Linked DNA regions of Mus musculus: region 1 is linked to region 2. The links are chromatin contacts, called in public HiChIP or PLAC-seq maps. All regions are on one chromosome and are shown on one strand. Each heading gives the region's core, a stretch centred on a gene start, on an enhancer-like site or on the middle of the called end of the contact. The rest is flanking DNA. Distances are from core to core; before and after follow the strand shown. Region 1 has its middle 18 kb from the start of Ttc30a2. Region 2 overlaps Agps (alkylglycerone phosphate synthase).

The links. HiChIP or PLAC-seq counts read pairs in DNA pulled down with a chosen protein or histone mark.
Region 1: an H3K27ac HiChIP or PLAC-seq map of embryonic stem cells shows a contact between it and region 2, with 2.2 times the contacts expected there. The contact joins two enhancer-like sites. A contact is called at or near these places in 2 of 39 promoter capture datasets (the HPC-7 cell line and liver), 3 of 15 datasets of contacts at CTCF or cohesin (embryonic stem cells, large pre-B cells and pro-B cells), 8 of 484 Hi-C or Micro-C datasets (the HPC-7 cell line, bone marrow-derived dendritic cells, embryonic stem cells and 4 more), 15 of 115 datasets of contacts at active chromatin or transcription factors (bone marrow-derived dendritic cells, bone marrow-derived macrophages, embryonic limb bud and 3 more) and 4 of 9 other capture datasets (adipose tissue, embryonic stem cells, liver and 1 more).

The regions. Positions count from the first base shown.
Region 1 is chr2:75,958,312-75,962,241 of GRCm38.p6, reverse strand. No RefSeq gene overlaps it. Among named protein-coding and RNA genes, the nearest start is that of Ttc30a2, 18 kb to the left of the region's middle. Within about 2 kb of position 2,196, at least 111 of the 459 cell types and tissues checked have an H3K27ac peak or open chromatin away from gene starts, as enhancers often do. A contact at or near this core is called in embryonic stem cells and uterus, where this site is marked.
Region 2 is chr2:75,867,649-75,871,506 of GRCm38.p6, reverse strand. It overlaps Agps (alkylglycerone phosphate synthase), which reads right to left. Exons shown (of 20, transcript NM_172666.3): 10 at 3,094-3,202. Among named protein-coding and RNA genes, the nearest start is that of Gm34861, 37 kb to the right of the region's middle. Within about 2 kb of position 1,571, at least 24 of the 459 cell types and tissues checked have an H3K27ac peak or open chromatin away from gene starts, as enhancers often do. A contact at or near this core is called in embryonic stem cells and uterus, where this site is marked.

The sequences.
Region 1 (3,930 bases), core at 947-3,446, 90 kb before region 2:
GCGGAGAGTACGTTGCACCTTCTTACTTGGTAGAAATATTGGCAAGTGGATCCAACCATAAGATTTCAGGCCCTCCATGCTTTAATGTTTTTTGAAGTTTGATGGCTGTCACTAACCAGTTTGTCAACGTCCCCGGTGACTTCTGCAGAGTAAACGACTGGAGATTTGGTGGAGCGGAGTTTTCTGGCAGAATGTGGTGTGCACCTGAGGGTTGTCGAACTAATTATAACCTAAGTGGGGTATGGACATTCACAAGGAGTCTTCTTCCTGTGAAAATATCTGTACCTTTAAGTGTATCTCTCTTGGGCTTTGGGGAAAAGCCTAAATTACTTAGTGTTTTGACTTTACCTCTGCTGTGTAATCCTTCCTGAAGACAAAGATCCTCTGGGTGGACACTGTATTGCTTCTATGCACTGTCAGAGGAGTTCTATGAAAAGATCTCTCTCTTTCTTTTTTTAGTAGATAATTATTTTGATGTATACGGATGTTTTGACCGCATTTATATCTGTACCCCACATGTATGAAGTTCAGTCAAAGGCCACAAAAGGGCGTCAGATCTCCCGGAAGTGGATTACAGATGGTTACTAGCTACCATGCGGATGCTAGGAACAGAGCTGGAAGAGCAGCCAGTGTTCCTAACCACTAAGCCATCTCTCCAGCTTCTAAACGGGCACTCTTCAGACCTACATCCATGCTCTGAAACACCTCAGCATGGCTAAACGTCACCCGGGCTGTTTGTTTGTTTGCTCCCGTTCTAAATCCTGACACGGGATAATTTAAATCATTTTTAAAGTCTCTTGCTTGTTTTTATAACCCAAGAATGTCTTCTCAAGGACATAGGCGTGACAGCTTGAAACACAATCATCAAAGGAGAGACCATCCTTCTTACATCTGAACCCCGTACCCTATTCTGTGGTGTGGGGAGGGGAGCCCAACTTTCCTGGCATCAAAATAGTGGGACTACCATCTGTTGAGAAGACATGAGAAGGTGGCTTCCTTTGGCTGAAGCCACTTAACAAACAGACGGCTCAATCTCCTTCTCACCCCACTGCTTAAAAATCCTATCCCCGCTTCAGCAGAGTTGAATCCAGACTGAGTTCTGGCCTCTCACCAACTGCAACAGCCTTGAAAAAAATCCTCACGCCTACTTAACTTTGCCTGGTACAAGTCTTGTGCTGGCATCAATTGATGTAAAGACACTAAAGCCAAAATGTGTAGCGTTCCTCGCCCCCTGATTGCTTTAGGAAGGGTCATGGCAGCTAAGAGCTGCAGAGTCTACCATGCCTTCTTCCATCTCAGAGGCTTGAACAAGCTTGGGTTCACACTCCGTTTGTTCACCGGTCAGGGGGGAATCTCAGTACATGTCCCTGTGGAGTTTTTCAGTAAGTCTGGTGACACATGAGAGCAAGCCCAGAGATTTCCAGGTCAAGGGCCTGTTTCTCTGCAGTGTGCTTTGGTGACAGCCTTGGAGAACAAAGGGACAGTGAATCATTTCCTCTGTGCGAAGGTCATCTCTGCTGATCTTTGCAGTGCGGTGCTGACTTGAGAACCCAGCAGCTCTGAAGTCCCTTGCACTTAGGATCCTGCACCCAGCATGCCCCGCGCCTCTTGACTCCTTGCTAGCTCCTTCCAACTTTCTTCCTTCCCCTGCTGTCTTAAAAGGAAAGACCCAGGGCAGAGCCTCTGATGCTTACACAAAAGAAAAACAAATGGAGTCACACAATAACTTTAGCTGCGATCACTTCCTGGACCTCCAAGTTCCCAAAAGGGGGCGGTAGGGGGAGGGTGGTGGAGCGCATATCCATGGGCAGCTCCAGGTCAGATGTGAGGAGACAATGGCCAAAGTGACACACCCAGTTCGTGGCATCCTTGTCTGGGACTCCCTTTCTCCATCTTTGGATAGCCAATCGCTGTGTCTGCGCCTTGCTGCTCTCCAGGGCCGTTAGAAGGCTCAAATGAAATAACGTCTGTAAAGTGCTTAGTAAACTGTAAAATGCTTTACAAATGTAAGGGATTATTACAAACCACAATACAGCGGTGCTTTATGGTTTTATAAAACTACTGGCTGGAACTGCAGGAAGGGGAATCCCTCTGGTGATTTTGATTTTGGAAACAGGAGGGCTTGGGCCAGCCTGCTTGCCAGGCGTCAGACTCCTGGCAGCAGCTGTTTATCCCATCTCACTCAGCTCCGCACATATGGCCGCTGCGGGCCTCCTGCAGAGCCGACAATCTGCACCACTGAGTCTGAGCTCGGCCAGCGCAATCTCCACTCCACCCTGGCGCTGTCTGGCTTGCCAAGTCTAACACCTAGGAAACAGAGACCTTATCGCCTTGTACTTTACCACCAAAGCGTTTGAGTTGGGTTTTTGTTGTTCTTTTAGATGAGAATTTCCCTTCTTTAGCGACTGGAACAACTCAGATTCTCACCATAAAAAGCCTTCCTTTGAGCGGACTGAAAACCCCAGATGTTGCTCCCTTTTTTTTTTTTTTTTTAAGCTTTACTGTGATCACAAAGGCAGTGGTATAAACGTCTGCCCCGGGCCTGGGCTTGCACCAGCTGAGAAGGATTAAGACACTGATACATTCTTTTCTCTTTGGACTTCACACAGCAAGGTCGCATTAACCCATGCTGGCTGGCGGCAGAGTTGGCACCTGTGGATTCTCCTTGGCGCTGCAGCCAAGCCCTTGATGGACGCTTACGAACACTAAAGTGCAGCGGCCTTGCTGTTGATAACCGCTCGCTTCTCCCTGAGGTGTTCTGAAATTGTTTTTGCGTCTAAGCACTACTCCTGGGCTTGTAAATGTCACGAGGAATTATGAACATTTGCGGAAAAGTAACCGTTTGACTAATTTCCTGTTCCACAAAGCAAACACACCACCCTATGTATTTAGGATCTGCTGTTGGCACGCCAGGTTGTGGCAAGTTTCAAGGTTATAGGATCATAAATGGGATTAGATAAGCCAGACAGGGTGGCTCAGACTCTAGCAATTTTAAAGTATGAAAATTCCGCAGAAAAAAATAGGCAAACAATCTTGAAGGGAAAGTAAACTATAATAGCCCTACAAGATGGGGGGGGGGGGGGGAGACCACTGCTGTGGTGTGGCTGGGGACTCAGTAGTCCCGGGGTGGGGGGTGCATTTCTAGAATACATGCTAGAATGGATAAATATTTTAGAATACAAGACAGAAACGGGTCATAATTTTAAGAACAGAAGGAGTTTTCTATTTGATTCAAGTGTGGCCTGACACATTTTTCAAAAGCAAAAGATGAAGGAAATTACGAAGAAGAGTAGAATTGATGGCAGGAATCTGGAATTCCAGAGAGCAGAATGCATTGCGCCACATGGATGCCTTTGCATTTTAAATTATCTATTTCCTTTTAATTGACCAGATTAATTATTCCCACCTTGCCACTTGGCAGGTAGGGTCGCTGCTCCTTCACCACATTAATGAACCTATTCACGTTGCCTCTTTGTAATTAAGACTGTGAGTTACAGGTCACATTCTCAGATTGGTTTAGTGGACGGCCAGCTTAGTCTTTATTAAGGAAAATATATGACATCAGGCATTTCCCGCTGTAAGAGCCCTGATTTTCTGCAGAGTTTTCTTCCACTTGTCAGAGGAGGGTAGTGGCTCCCTGCCTTTTGTTTTGTCCAGAAGAAACACAGACCTGTGAAGGTGATAGCATCAGTCAAAGGCCGGACACCTAGAGGGTAGCTGATGGATCCATGCTCGAGATTCTTTATTGCTATGACAATCCTGAGCAAGTCCTTTCATGAGCTATTTGAAAAGAAATATCTCTGGAAATGCAGCTACGTTAATAAAGGGAAATATATTGCCCTCTTCCATTATCTTTGCTTTTAAGCCGTTTAGGAAATTCTAAAAACATAAAAAGGTACTCAGTACTTTGACTAACAGCAGCTAAACATA
Region 2 (3,858 bases), core at 322-2,821:
GCACAGAAACATATGCAAAGACACATACACATAAAATTAAAAATAAAGGGGCACAAAAAGAATGGTGTCACCTGATTCTGAATCTGTCCTCTCCCTGTCCTCCCTGTACAAGGCCTATGACTTCAATTTTAGGAAAAAAAAAAGATTAAATAAATAAAACAAAATGCCCTATAAACTTTAAATTACCTCTAAGCAAAGATAAAAAGAAAAGCTTCCCTTCGACCTACTGTAGTTCTCAACACTAAAGGACTGCAAGTGTGAGAAGGACTGAAGGGATGCTTAAGCAGTTGACCACACAACAGAGCTGAGGGCAGAGGGGTCAATGGCTAACACCTGAAATCCCAGCATCTGGAAAACTGAGTCAAGAGGATTATAAATTTAAGACCATTCAGAGCCACACAGTAAATGCCAAGCCAGCCTAGGCTGAAGGGTAAGACCCTCTAAAAACAAGCAGACAAATAAATAAACAAAAACCAAAAAAACAGGAGCACAGGAAGATTAAAAAAAATAAAGTACAGCAATTTAAGGGACAAAGAAAATACATACAAAAGACCTTCATACAACAATAGTGCCAAAATATTATATAAAATCATAATCCTATACAGGTCCTAGAGAGGACCACATACCTATAAGGAATTGTGAAAAGGGCTAAGAAGCAAGTCAGGCATGGTAGTGCACGCCTTTAATCCTAGCACGCAGGAGACAGAGTCACGCAGATCTGAGCTTGAGGCCAGACTGGTCTTCATACAAGTTCTAAGACAATCAGAACTACATAATAAAGACCCTGTCTCAAAAAAAAAAAAAAAAAAAAAAAAAGAAGAACTACAAAGAAGAAAATGGTATGAATCAAGAAGAGCAATACTGATGAAGCAAGGAGACTGTGTGCACACATGTGTTCACCCTCAAGCATACACACAAAGCAAAGGTACTCACGCACCCACCTACCCACAACCTATCACCTACACACCCAGACACACCTACCTACCTGTACACATAAACCAACCCCCACAGCTACCACCACCACCATCACAAATAGCTAATCTATCATCAAATACTTGATATGATCTCTACCATGTCATTAGCAGACATTGTTGTTTGTTCTTTCTTTGTTGTTACTGTCAAAGATCAGAACTGATTGATAGGTTACTTCTTTACCAATGAAATGAACCAATTCAAGCTGAGTTAGAATATATTAAAGGCACTGGCCCTAAAGATGAAAGCCAAGGAAGAAGGGGAAGGGGAAGAAAGAGAGAAAGGGGGTATGTGCAAAGAAGAGAGAGGGGAGAGAGTAAGAAAGAGACCAAAATATCTGGATTATATAGAGAAGAACCTCTCAGCTGAAATTTTCAAGGTTGGGAGCAGGAACTAAGGGATGCTGGGAGAACCTGGAAGACAGGTCTGCTTTGATATGTAAAATATGCACCTCAGTCCCCAGTCCCAGGTCCTAAACCAAACACCAATGCATGAATGCCTTAATTATTTGTGAGGCTGAAAAGCACTGCAAAGTGGGTGGGGGTGGGGCTGCCTGGAACAAGAGTGCGGTCAAGGCTTGTCTAAAATCTCATCTTGAGCCTGCCAGAAGTTGGACCATTTCCGCCTTGTTCTGGGCCTCCATGTCCCTGCTCACATAGCCTTACAAGCCCTACATCTGCCAACCTTGAGGTAATCAAGTAGCCTGGTGGCCTGGTTACAGGTTAAACTTCTTTTCTCCTCATAAGGTCACATTCCAGTGTGATGGCTTGTACATGCTTGGCCCAGGGAGGGGCACTGTTGGGAGGTGTGGCCTTGTTAGAGTAGGTGTAGCCTCTTGGGTGTAGGCTTTAATACCCTTGTCCTAGCTGACTAAGAGCCAGTATTGTGCTAGCAGCCTTCAGATGAAGGAGTAGAACATGCCTGCCTGACTGCTGCCATGTTCCTGCCTTGATGATAATGGACTGAACCTCTGAACCTGTAAGCCAGCCCCAATTAAATGTTGTCCTTATAAGAGCTGACTGGTTATGGTGTCTGTTCACAGCAGAAAAACCCTAACTCCAGCAAGCACCTGGGATTCTTCAAATAAGTCATTCCCAGGCATTCCCACCACCTTGGCCCCACCCAAAGATATACATTCACCCCAAAGCCTCTACCCACTCCCCAAAGGATTTAAATGGCCTTTGTCCCCCCACCCCCCACTTAAATGAGCTGCTCAATGAGAAGTCAGTTGGTTTTTCATCTTGCTCACTGCAGAAGTCTCCTCACTGCCCTCCAACTTCCTACCCACCACCCCAAGCAGAGTAGGAACAACAGTTATTATAAGTGTTCTTTCATTTCTGAATATAACACTAAATGTTTCCAAACTCTATCTGTTCAACTCAAACCATCTTTTGAAGTAAGCAATGAGTTCTTTAGCTAAGTTAGAAACACTTTGTTTAAATTTATCATATTTCTCTAAATTTAAGGGATGTTCCTATTCCACAATCTGAAAAACAGGCCCAAGTTTACTCATACCATTCCCTTCTGTGTTTACTCGACAGCTTGCAAAACAGAAGGAATTACACATTTGGAAGATCTGAAGAATGGCATTCTAGCCTATCCAATATTAGCAAGCAAACAATGCATATTACTTACAAAATAAAAATTTAAATGACAAACAAAAGTTTAAAAGATACACGAATAATGGAATTTAAAGCAGTTTCTAAAATCATCCAACACTAAGTAATAAAACACATAATTATAGGAAAACAAGAGAGAAAGAAAATGCTTTGTCAGCCTGATAGAATTTAACTGTAATATACAAAGTTAAAATATTTAACCACTGTTTTTAAGATTCACTAAAAATTTTGAAAATAAAAACAAACAAAAAAAATCACACTGTCATTAGAAATATATAAGACTAAAGTGTAGAAGAAAACTGAGTAAGTCATTCTCAGAAAACCCTTATGAATTAAAATCTTTATGAATTAAAACATAGTAAGTCATAAAAACTCATTACTCTTTACATATATAAAGCATACCATTCTTTCAAAGATATCACAGACTGTGTGATATCACAGACTTTCACAAAATGAAGTCATTAACTTCATATTTTCCTAACAACTTTACAAATACACCAACCTTCAGATCCCATAATGAAGTGATGGATATCAGGGCCCGTTGACATACGAGGTCCTTGGGAGCTTTTCTCTATTACACCTCTAGGTGTTACCATTTTCATATGAACCACCTGTTTAATACAATGCGCAATATAAATTCCACACACCCGTTACATCTATGTCTGTACTTGCACACACACTCATTTATAATAAATTATACCTTTATAATAATACTACTTATTAAATAGTGAGCTAAGCCATAAGTTGTGATGACCTTCAGAATTCTCACATCTTTTAGTGATTTGTACACTGAGGATAAATATAATAATTTTCAACATTTTTCTAATAATTAGATACTAGTATCATGACTTAATTGTATTTTTAAGCCTATACGTCTATTAAAGAAACTTTTTGTGAGTTCTACTGTAGCCACAAAGACTAAGATACCAGTCTTCTTAGCACTTACATAAAAGCTATGCAACTTATGAGCTTCAAAGGACACTTAAGTTACAAAGAAATTTAAAAACATAATATGCTACATAATAACTCATGCAGTAAGCATGTTAGTTGTATGCACAATCATTGTCCCTTAAAAAATCTTTAGGGAAAAAAAAGTAAACTACACACTGCAGTGGTCTATCAAGTACTTGTTTGACTTATTAAGCTCTTAATAATCTACAACCCAAAATTAGTTTTCTCTACAACTGGGTTTAGATTTAATACAAAAAAGAAAACTGTAGTTTTTCATTTCTTAAACAGAATACGAAGCATTTTGAAAGAGTTCATG